Regions from separate parts of the Sus scrofa genome. Here all the other regions are linked to region 1. The links are chromatin contacts, called in public Hi-C maps. All regions are on one chromosome and are shown on one strand. The core of a region is the stretch at or near the end of the contact, and the rest is flanking DNA. Distances in the headings are between cores, read along the strand shown.

Evidence for each region. A called contact is a pair of places that touch in the nucleus more often than the background predicts.
Region 2: a contact with region 1 is called in a Hi-C map of skeletal muscle, with 5 times the contacts expected there. The contact joins the promoter of SERPINI1 here to the promoter of MYNN in region 1. A contact is called at or near these places in 1 of 5 promoter capture datasets (liver) and 3 of 47 Hi-C or Micro-C datasets (liver, skeletal muscle and subcutaneous adipose tissue).
Region 3: a contact with region 1 is called in a Hi-C map of liver, with 6 times the contacts expected there. The contact joins the promoter of RPL22L1 here to the promoter of MYNN in region 1. A contact is called at or near these places in 2 of 5 promoter capture datasets (fetal liver and fetal skeletal muscle) and 7 of 47 Hi-C or Micro-C datasets (brain, embryonic fibroblasts, heart right ventricle and 4 more).

Annotation. Positions count from the first base shown.
Region 1 is chr13:108,433,902-108,436,465 of Sscrofa11.1, reverse strand. MYNN (myoneurin) reads right to left here and starts at 1,272. Exons shown (of 7, transcript XM_005669990.3): 1 at 609-1,272. It overlaps ACTRT3 (actin-related protein T3), which reads left to right and starts at 2,100. Exons shown (of 2, transcript XM_003358668.4): 1 at 2,100-2,564.
Region 2 is chr13:106,558,051-106,560,614 of Sscrofa11.1, reverse strand. SERPINI1 (neuroserpin) reads right to left here and starts at 1,289. Exons shown (of 9, transcript XM_001926040.7): 1 at 783-1,289. It overlaps PDCD10 (programmed cell death 10), which reads left to right and starts at 1,741. Exons shown (of 8, transcript NM_001139473.2): 1 at 1,741-1,804.
Region 3 is chr13:109,498,225-109,500,788 of Sscrofa11.1, reverse strand. It overlaps RPL22L1 (60S ribosomal protein L22-like 1), which reads left to right and starts at 1,294. Exons shown (of 4, transcript XM_003358680.5): 1 at 1,294-1,433. The coding sequence starts at 1,425.

The DNA.
Region 1 (2,564 bases), core at 23-2,522:
ACAATCCTTTGGACGCGGTAATAAATGGCGACGCGAGAAAATATTTCCACAAAGCGGGGAAAAAAAGGAAAAAAAAAAGCACTGCAAAATTCCACGCTTTTGGATCAGCTGAACTTTCACTTTCAAGCTCAGTAGGCAAACATATATTTGGGAGAAAAAATCAACCACTAAAAGAATGATCGTTGGGGCAAACTGAGTAAGGACACGGTACGAGGTCTTGAAAACTGCTCCCCAATGAAACCTGTTACATAGTGGCTTCAAAACGCTAGACGGGTGCCGAGGGGGCAGGGCCAAGAGTTGTCAAAGGTTAGGTCACTCACCCCGAGGAAGCCACACCCCTTCCTTCCCCACTCGAGGTGGTATCATAGGGTGACAACCAAAGCCGATCTCTCCTGGTTTCTGCCTCCCTGCCCTTCGCCCAGCTCCCACTCCCGCGAATTCCCACAGCAGAGGTTGTGGCCAAGGCCAACACCAGGACTGCCTCGCCCGAGCTTTCAACGTTAACACTTGGCTCCGACAACAGCTCGCGCTCCAAGGAACCTGCCCTCTAGTGACCCAGGATCTGGAGGGAGCTGGGATGGCGGGCTGGGGGCAAAGACAGAACTCACCTATAGCAACCCAAGGGGAAACACTGTTTCTTCACTCTCACTCCGCCATATTGGAAGGACGTCACTGGGCTACGCTCCGCCTCTCCCTTCCTACTCCAAGGCGACGTCACATCCGGCTCTGGGAGATCCGTGGCAACAGCGTAGGCTCTTAGGACCGTGGAGATCTAACACCCGCCTGGAAGAGGCTGGCGCACAGAGAACCCCCTCCCTAGCGGGCCAGGAGACCCGGAAACTGGAGAGTCATAGATACGAGATCTAAGGGGACGCTCACAGCGCCCCGCCTCTCTTCCTCATTCTGAGCATTCTGGTTGGCTGACCGTCAGCATCTCGCGCACGACTCGTGTTGCCGGCCAAGGCTGCTTTCCGCTGCACAGCGCGCCTCTTTCCGGGAGCCAAATTGTGCATTGCATGCTGGGGCTTGTAGTTAGTTGCTCGACTTCTCCCATCAGCCTCACCTTTCTTGAGGCCCCACCGGTGGGAACAGCTGCTTTATATACTTGGGCTCTCGACCATGGGAATTTTTGAGCTGAGACTGATCACTCCTTTTTAGTTTACCTACCCAAAAGCTCTTGTTTGCATCAGCCAACCGGAATCCAGTTTGCAGGATACCCTTACCTGGTGTTGGAAGCCTGGGATGCACGAAAGCGGTGCAAAGCAGTAGGGCATACTGGGCATGCGCGTGGGGAAAGGTGGGCTTTATACCGGAAAATGTTCTGCGTCTGGACTAGAAAAACTTTAATACAATGATTTACGTTGTATTCAGATTTTGTACAGTGAGGGAAAGGGGTGCCGCTTATCTGCATAAAATGAAAAGACAGAAACAGTAAGATAAGTCATGCTGATATGTTAGGGTGAATTATACCACGCTTGGACATTATAAATCTAAGAAAACCAAAACTTCAACATTTTTTTCTTGTTAAAAGTTATATGAGGATCGTAGGAAGTTTACTCGCGACTTTATTTTTCAGGACAGTGTCAACTTGAGTTTCTTTTCTTCTCTCCTGAGATTTTTTTAAAAAAACAGATTCCGTTTGGTCTCTAAGTTTTCCTCAGTATGAATCATATTTTTGAATAAAACCACAACCGTTAGGAAAAAAAGAGGCTGGTTCTTTCTTGATTTTATGTTTATAAGTATAATTTTCTTTCTGATTGCACTTTTAGTTTTGTCAGAATCCTTTTTGGTAATTAATTCACTCAGATATTTATGAGCCTCTGCTATGTGTTGAACAGATATTGAGTATTTAGAAGTATAAAACATGGTCTCGGGTTTAGATAAATCTGTAATCTCAAGTGGAAAACCAAATGACTTGTAATACAGAGTCCTCAAGGGCTCCAGGGCTCCAGTTTTTGTGCTGTGTTTGATTACCTTGTTGTGGAAACTGGACCTCTCTGTCCACCAGTGCTGAATAGAAACAGGGAGACAAGAGTTTTGGGTGAAGGAGAAAAGTAACAGCTTTATTGCTTTGCCAGGCAAAGGAGGGCTATAGCAGACTAATGCCCTAAAGACTGTGCCCCCCTTTGGGAGAGAATAGGAAGTGGTTTTATAATTTGGAAGTAGAAAAATAGGGCCACAGATAAGGATCAGGGAAAATGCTGGCTTGCATTGTTTTTCAAAGTTGGTGTTTTTGTGACCCCAGGACTGGTTCTAGTGGTCCTTCTTTCCAGAATGAACAATCCTTCATCAGGTAGTTAACATCTTCCATTTGCTAGGGTCTTTTAGTTCTTTATCACATACACTGATAGTTAAGTCCACAAAACAAAGGATGGCACAAATCAACCGGGAATGCAGCCACCTCGGAGGCTGAACCTCGGAGCCCTGTGGGAACTCAGGAAGGAAACAAAGAATACCTGCCATCTAGCAACCACTCCCGAGAGCGAGCCCCCCCACCCTGCCCTCCTTGAAACTCAGGCTGTGAAAACACAGAACACTGGTGGAGATGCACATCAAAGGATGAT
Region 2 (2,564 bases), core at 40-2,539, 1.9 Mb after region 1:
CTCTCTAAATAGAAAAGATCCTTGCAGCTTTTCTTGTACTTTTGGCTTTTTTTTTTTTTTTATGTACAAATATCACCAGACACAAATGAGAGAATAAGGAGCAGCAATGAAGTACATACACCATATGTTCCCACTGTAGGCTGAGTCCCGGTCTTTGTTCCGATATTCTAGAGCCACTAGATGGAAAGCTAAGTACCCCTTTATTAAAACACATTTTTACATTATCGCTGGCAAAAGTTATACTTCTGCTAGGTTCCGTCGTCTTGATTATTCCTGACGATATTTGCTTCTTTAACAGAGATCTCTTTCAATTCTAGGAACCTGCAGTATAACCGCCCTGGAAAACAGGTCGGTAGCAGGACAATCTGATAAAACAATGTAAGGGGTAGATAGTGAAGAAGAATGCAAAGTTATTTTCCTAGTGAAAGAGTTCTGAAGTAATTTTATATCAATGACATTTTTTTTTAACCGGCTACGCACCTATCTAAATATCACCCTGTCCTAAATTAGTAGGGTTTCCTCAATCTTAAAATCTTCCAGAACAGTTTTAACGGTACAACTGAAACCAAAAACACTAACCACGCCCTTTATACCCAGAGTCAAACCACCTTTTGCTTTTTATCCTCTCTCCAAGTCCAAACATGTACATCTTTCACCTAAAAGGGTTTGCACCAGTTTCCTAACCCGAGTGAGAGACTCTTAGCTGTGCCTTGATATTATTCCTATTGGGAGACGCTTTCTCCCAGGCAGAGCAGACGCCCAGAAGTGGCACCCACGCTTACCTCCCACACACCTGCAACCCCTGGCGGGATGCTGGAGCTAAGGCTCCGAGGACTGCGCTCCGCTCCTGTTCCTGCTCTCCTCTCTCCCGGGAAACTACAGTCCAGGCTGCGCCTTCGGCTGCTACAGGGACCCAAGCTCCGCCTCTCCCTCCTCTAGTTGGCGAATTCAGCAGCTGTTGCTCCTCCCCCGGCTGTTCCGCCTGCTGCCCGGTTGGAGGCGGCGGGAAGCTGCTGCCCTGGTACCTTCGCGCTCCTAGCACTTCTGCAGCTGTCCTATCGCTTTCCTTCCCCGGGGACCCTTCTCCCTTCACTCAGTGGCTTGACACCTGGCACAGGGCTTCCCGCCCCGTCCCGACACCTACGCGAGGAGCCCGGGCTCGACCTATCCCTGACTGACCAGCAGGTCTGGCCGCCCGGTGTGCCTGGTTCTTGGCCGCTTTGGGGGAAACTGCTCCTCTAGCTAGGGCGCATCCTCACACCGCGTCCTCGCTCCACCAGGGCGATTTCTCCCCCCCCCCCCCCGGCTTCCTCTCAGGTTCCACAGCTCAGGCGCCCCATATTCCCCATTCGGAGCTCTTCCCCCGCCCCCATTCCTTCCTGGGCTCCGCTAGCCCGCCCCCACAATGGGTGAGTTGACTGCGGGGCCGACCCTGCATCCTGATTGGCGCAGGTGAGACCTGACCCCTCCCTTCCTCTTCTTTCATTTCACCCTCTCTCTTCTTCTCACCTCCTCCAGCAAAGGCAGGGAACTCTATTACTATTGGTTGAAACTGTCTCCACCCATCACCTTAGGCTCTACCGCAGGGCCTGACGGGAGTTGTAGTCTCTTATGTGCAGGAACTGCCGACGAAGCCCGCGAGTGGGACTACGAGTCCCCACAAACCCCTGCGCGACTCCGGCTGGGCAGGATTCCGGACAACGCCTGGTTCCTCTCGGGTCCTTCCGGCGTCGCCGGAGTGAATTGATCCGGGAGTTGAAGAGGGCTCCAAAGGTGGGAAGTGAAGTCAGTCCCTCAGTTGCCGGTAAGGTGAGGCTGTTCTGTCCCAGTCCCCATAGCGCCGCGCGGAGCAGAAGAGGTCTAGGGTCACACGGGAGCCGTGGCTGAGGCCCTTGGGCTTGGTTCTGGCAGGCGGAGCGGACGGGGCTGGGAACCGGGCCCTATGGGCGTAAGCGAGGTTACCCTACGCGAGTGGCGTAAAGCGGGTTTGTAAATGCCGCCTGCCCTGCTCGGGCCCGAGCGCCTCCAGGAAGTCTTCTCTAGGTGGGGGCGGGAGGGGAAGGGCGAAGTTGGCCTCTGGTGCCCCCGGAGAAGGGAGAAGGCGGATGTGCCTGGGGTGGGGTCCTCTGAAGATGTGGCTTGGGGTGAGGAGGTAAGGGTTTTCCCCCTGCTTTAGAAGTAGGATAGAGAAAAGAGCAGAGAAAGGAAGGGGCGATTGGAGTCTGCTTTTGAGGTGACTCGGGTTGTGTCCTTCGAGGGAAGAGGAGAACTGTAGAAGGAAGAGTCAGATGTTGACAGAGATCTACTGATTCAGTTCCAGTTTCATGATGTCCCTCTAAGGAGGTAATTTTGCCCCATGTAGTAAAGATTAACACTATTACACCTTTACTGTTTTCAAAGGCCATTCACAGTGCTAATGAGGAAACTGAGGGGATAAATGACGTGCCCAAGGACGCACAAGTAGGGACTGATCTTCTGAATCTAATCCAGTTGTAATCCAGCTTCTGAATCAGAGCCACCGCACCAGACTGAAAGTGTAGGAAGGTTTTGTTTTTTGAAGAGGG
Region 3 (2,564 bases), core at 45-2,544, 1.1 Mb before region 1:
CTAACACTTATTTACACATGCACAACCTAAAAATACAAGGCAGTTACCACCCCAGGGACAACCCCTGACCAATGGGGGACAGGAAACTGGGGAAAAACGCTCCTCTCTCCTAAAAGAGAAATAGACAGAATGTAGGTTTGGGCATAAAGGGTATCTGTCACAATTGTCATTATTTTTTCCTGAGATGTATGGTAGCATTCACTGGTGAAGATATCTGGGTGTTTTTCCTGTGGAAAAGTTTTAATTACAAATTTATTTAAAAGATATAGGACTATTCAGATTTTCTGTTTCTCCTCATGTAAATTTTAGGTTGTATTTTTCTAGGTATTCATTTAACCTAATTTGACATATTCTGGCATACAGTAATTTCAACTGTTTTCTTTTTTTAATTTTTTTCTTTTCTTTTTAGGGCCACACACTCGCAGCACATGGAAGTTCCCAGGCTAGGGGTCAATCAGAGATACAGCTGCCAGCCTATGCCGCAGCCACAGCAACGCAGGATCCTAGCCACCTACATTAGAACTCACCGCAAGGTTGCCTCCTTAACCCACTGAGCGACGTCAGGGATCCAACCTGCAACCTCATGGTTACTAGTTGGATTCGTTTCCGCTGCACCACAATGAGAAAACTGCCAAACTGTTTTCCTTTTTAACTGAAGTATAACATATACATTTACAGAAAAGTACACAGATTATAAATTTACAGCTTGATGAATTTTCACAAACTACACATATTCATGTAACCCACCACCAAGATCAAGAAACAGACCACTACTAGATCTAGATGGAAGTCAGGTGTCCTAGGATTAACTCTAAAGCCTATAAAACCTATAAAATAAGAATAAATTACAAAATGTGAACAGATGAGTACTACATATTTTTCTCTTAAAGGTTTTTTTCCCCCTCAAGAATCTAGTTTATTTTGGCTCTCTGAAACACTGATTTCCCTCAAGAGTCATTTAGAAAACTCATAGTCAAAACATAGATAAATAAAGTTTTTGCTGGAAGACTATAAATGCAAAATAAGACAGGAAATCCCAAAGCAACCTGAGACATTGCCTTGACTTGACTGGAAAGAAGATCCAGGCGATTAGTGACTAATGTTTCCTGCTTCCTCGGTGTGTGCATCTGAAGAAGCCTCCCTGCAAGCAACCGCAGAGACCACTGTGGTCAACCAGCGTGCTGTCCCCAGCAGTGTAAAACTGCGAATCATTTCAACTACAGCCGCTGGCCGGTGCTCCTACGAAACCTGAGCGCCTCCAGGCCACGCCCTCGGTTTCCTGGGTTACTAGCCTCCAAGCACCTCCCAAGGTCTGTTCCGGGAGGCGGTGATCTTACGTTCTCGACGCGTGACTCAGCACGCTTTGGTATAAATACGTGCTGCCGGAAGACGCTTTCTCTCTTACCGCGTGGCCGGCCTCCAACATGGCGCCGGTGAGTGAACGTGATCTCGCCGGGAATTCTTACTTTGATGTAGATGTGTGTTTCAGGTGGCGAGTTGGGGGAGGCTAGTTCTAGATAAAGAGTGGTTAGAATTGGAGACTTGGGTCAGGAACACAACCAAGATTAAGGTTGTAAGTTTTTTCCTGACTCTTGACAACTGCTACGCGGCGAGGGCCCGGTATTGGCTTAGGATGGGTCGTGGTGGGAGCGCAGGAAAAGCGGAGGCACGACGGTGAAGGGGGCTAATAGAACAGCATTTGGGCTTTGTTTTTTCTCCCTGGTGCATGGTAAGGCAGTTGCTACTCTTTACAGTGGAAAGCAGATGTGGGTAATCGAGCGGGTCTTATAGCCTTACGAGGGCGGAGGGAGATAGGCGTCTCTCATTTCCCAGGATAGCCGCGGTTGTAGAGGTTTCAGAGAACTTTAGAACTAAGTTGGGGGAAAAGTTTGTTAACCTCACAAAGGAATTTTTTTAAAACGTGAAAGTCAACGACTCGGGCAAATATAAATGTTTGCTTCAAAGGTTTTATTGACCAGGGGACCAGTAAGGTCTTAAAGCTGGTCCAAAGAGCGTTTGAAGTGTTAGGGTAAAATTGCTGGGTTATATACAAAACTAGATAATGTGCAAAGGGGCCATAAGCCCTCTGGGCATATTTGTTCCACCGACAAATTATTTGCATTTCTGAAGTTAACTGATGGCCCAGCAGAGCTGTAAATTGCTCGGTCAAGCCCAGCTCCTGGGAATCGCTATTAACTGTTCGAAAGTTTAGGATGAATTTTTTTGGCACAAGTCTAAGGTAAAAAATAGCAGTTTAAGTGGCATTTTTTGGTGGGTGGATTTTAATGTGTAACTTTATTCTGTGGTATTGTTCGAAAAGTTTAGAGTATGGTAAACAAAGTACTTTTTCTTTTTTTTTTTTAAGACCACCAGACTGGTATCCTTTTCCTCACCCATAACAGCATTAAGGTTTAATTCCTTAGAATAAAATATCCTATTCTTGCATGAAGCTTAAGTTTTTCACGAAACTTTTCTTGATAACTTGAAACAATGTGAACCTGGTTAGAGGTCCAAACCAACGCAGATAGGTATTTATTAGTTTTGACTTGTAATAGAAAATAGAT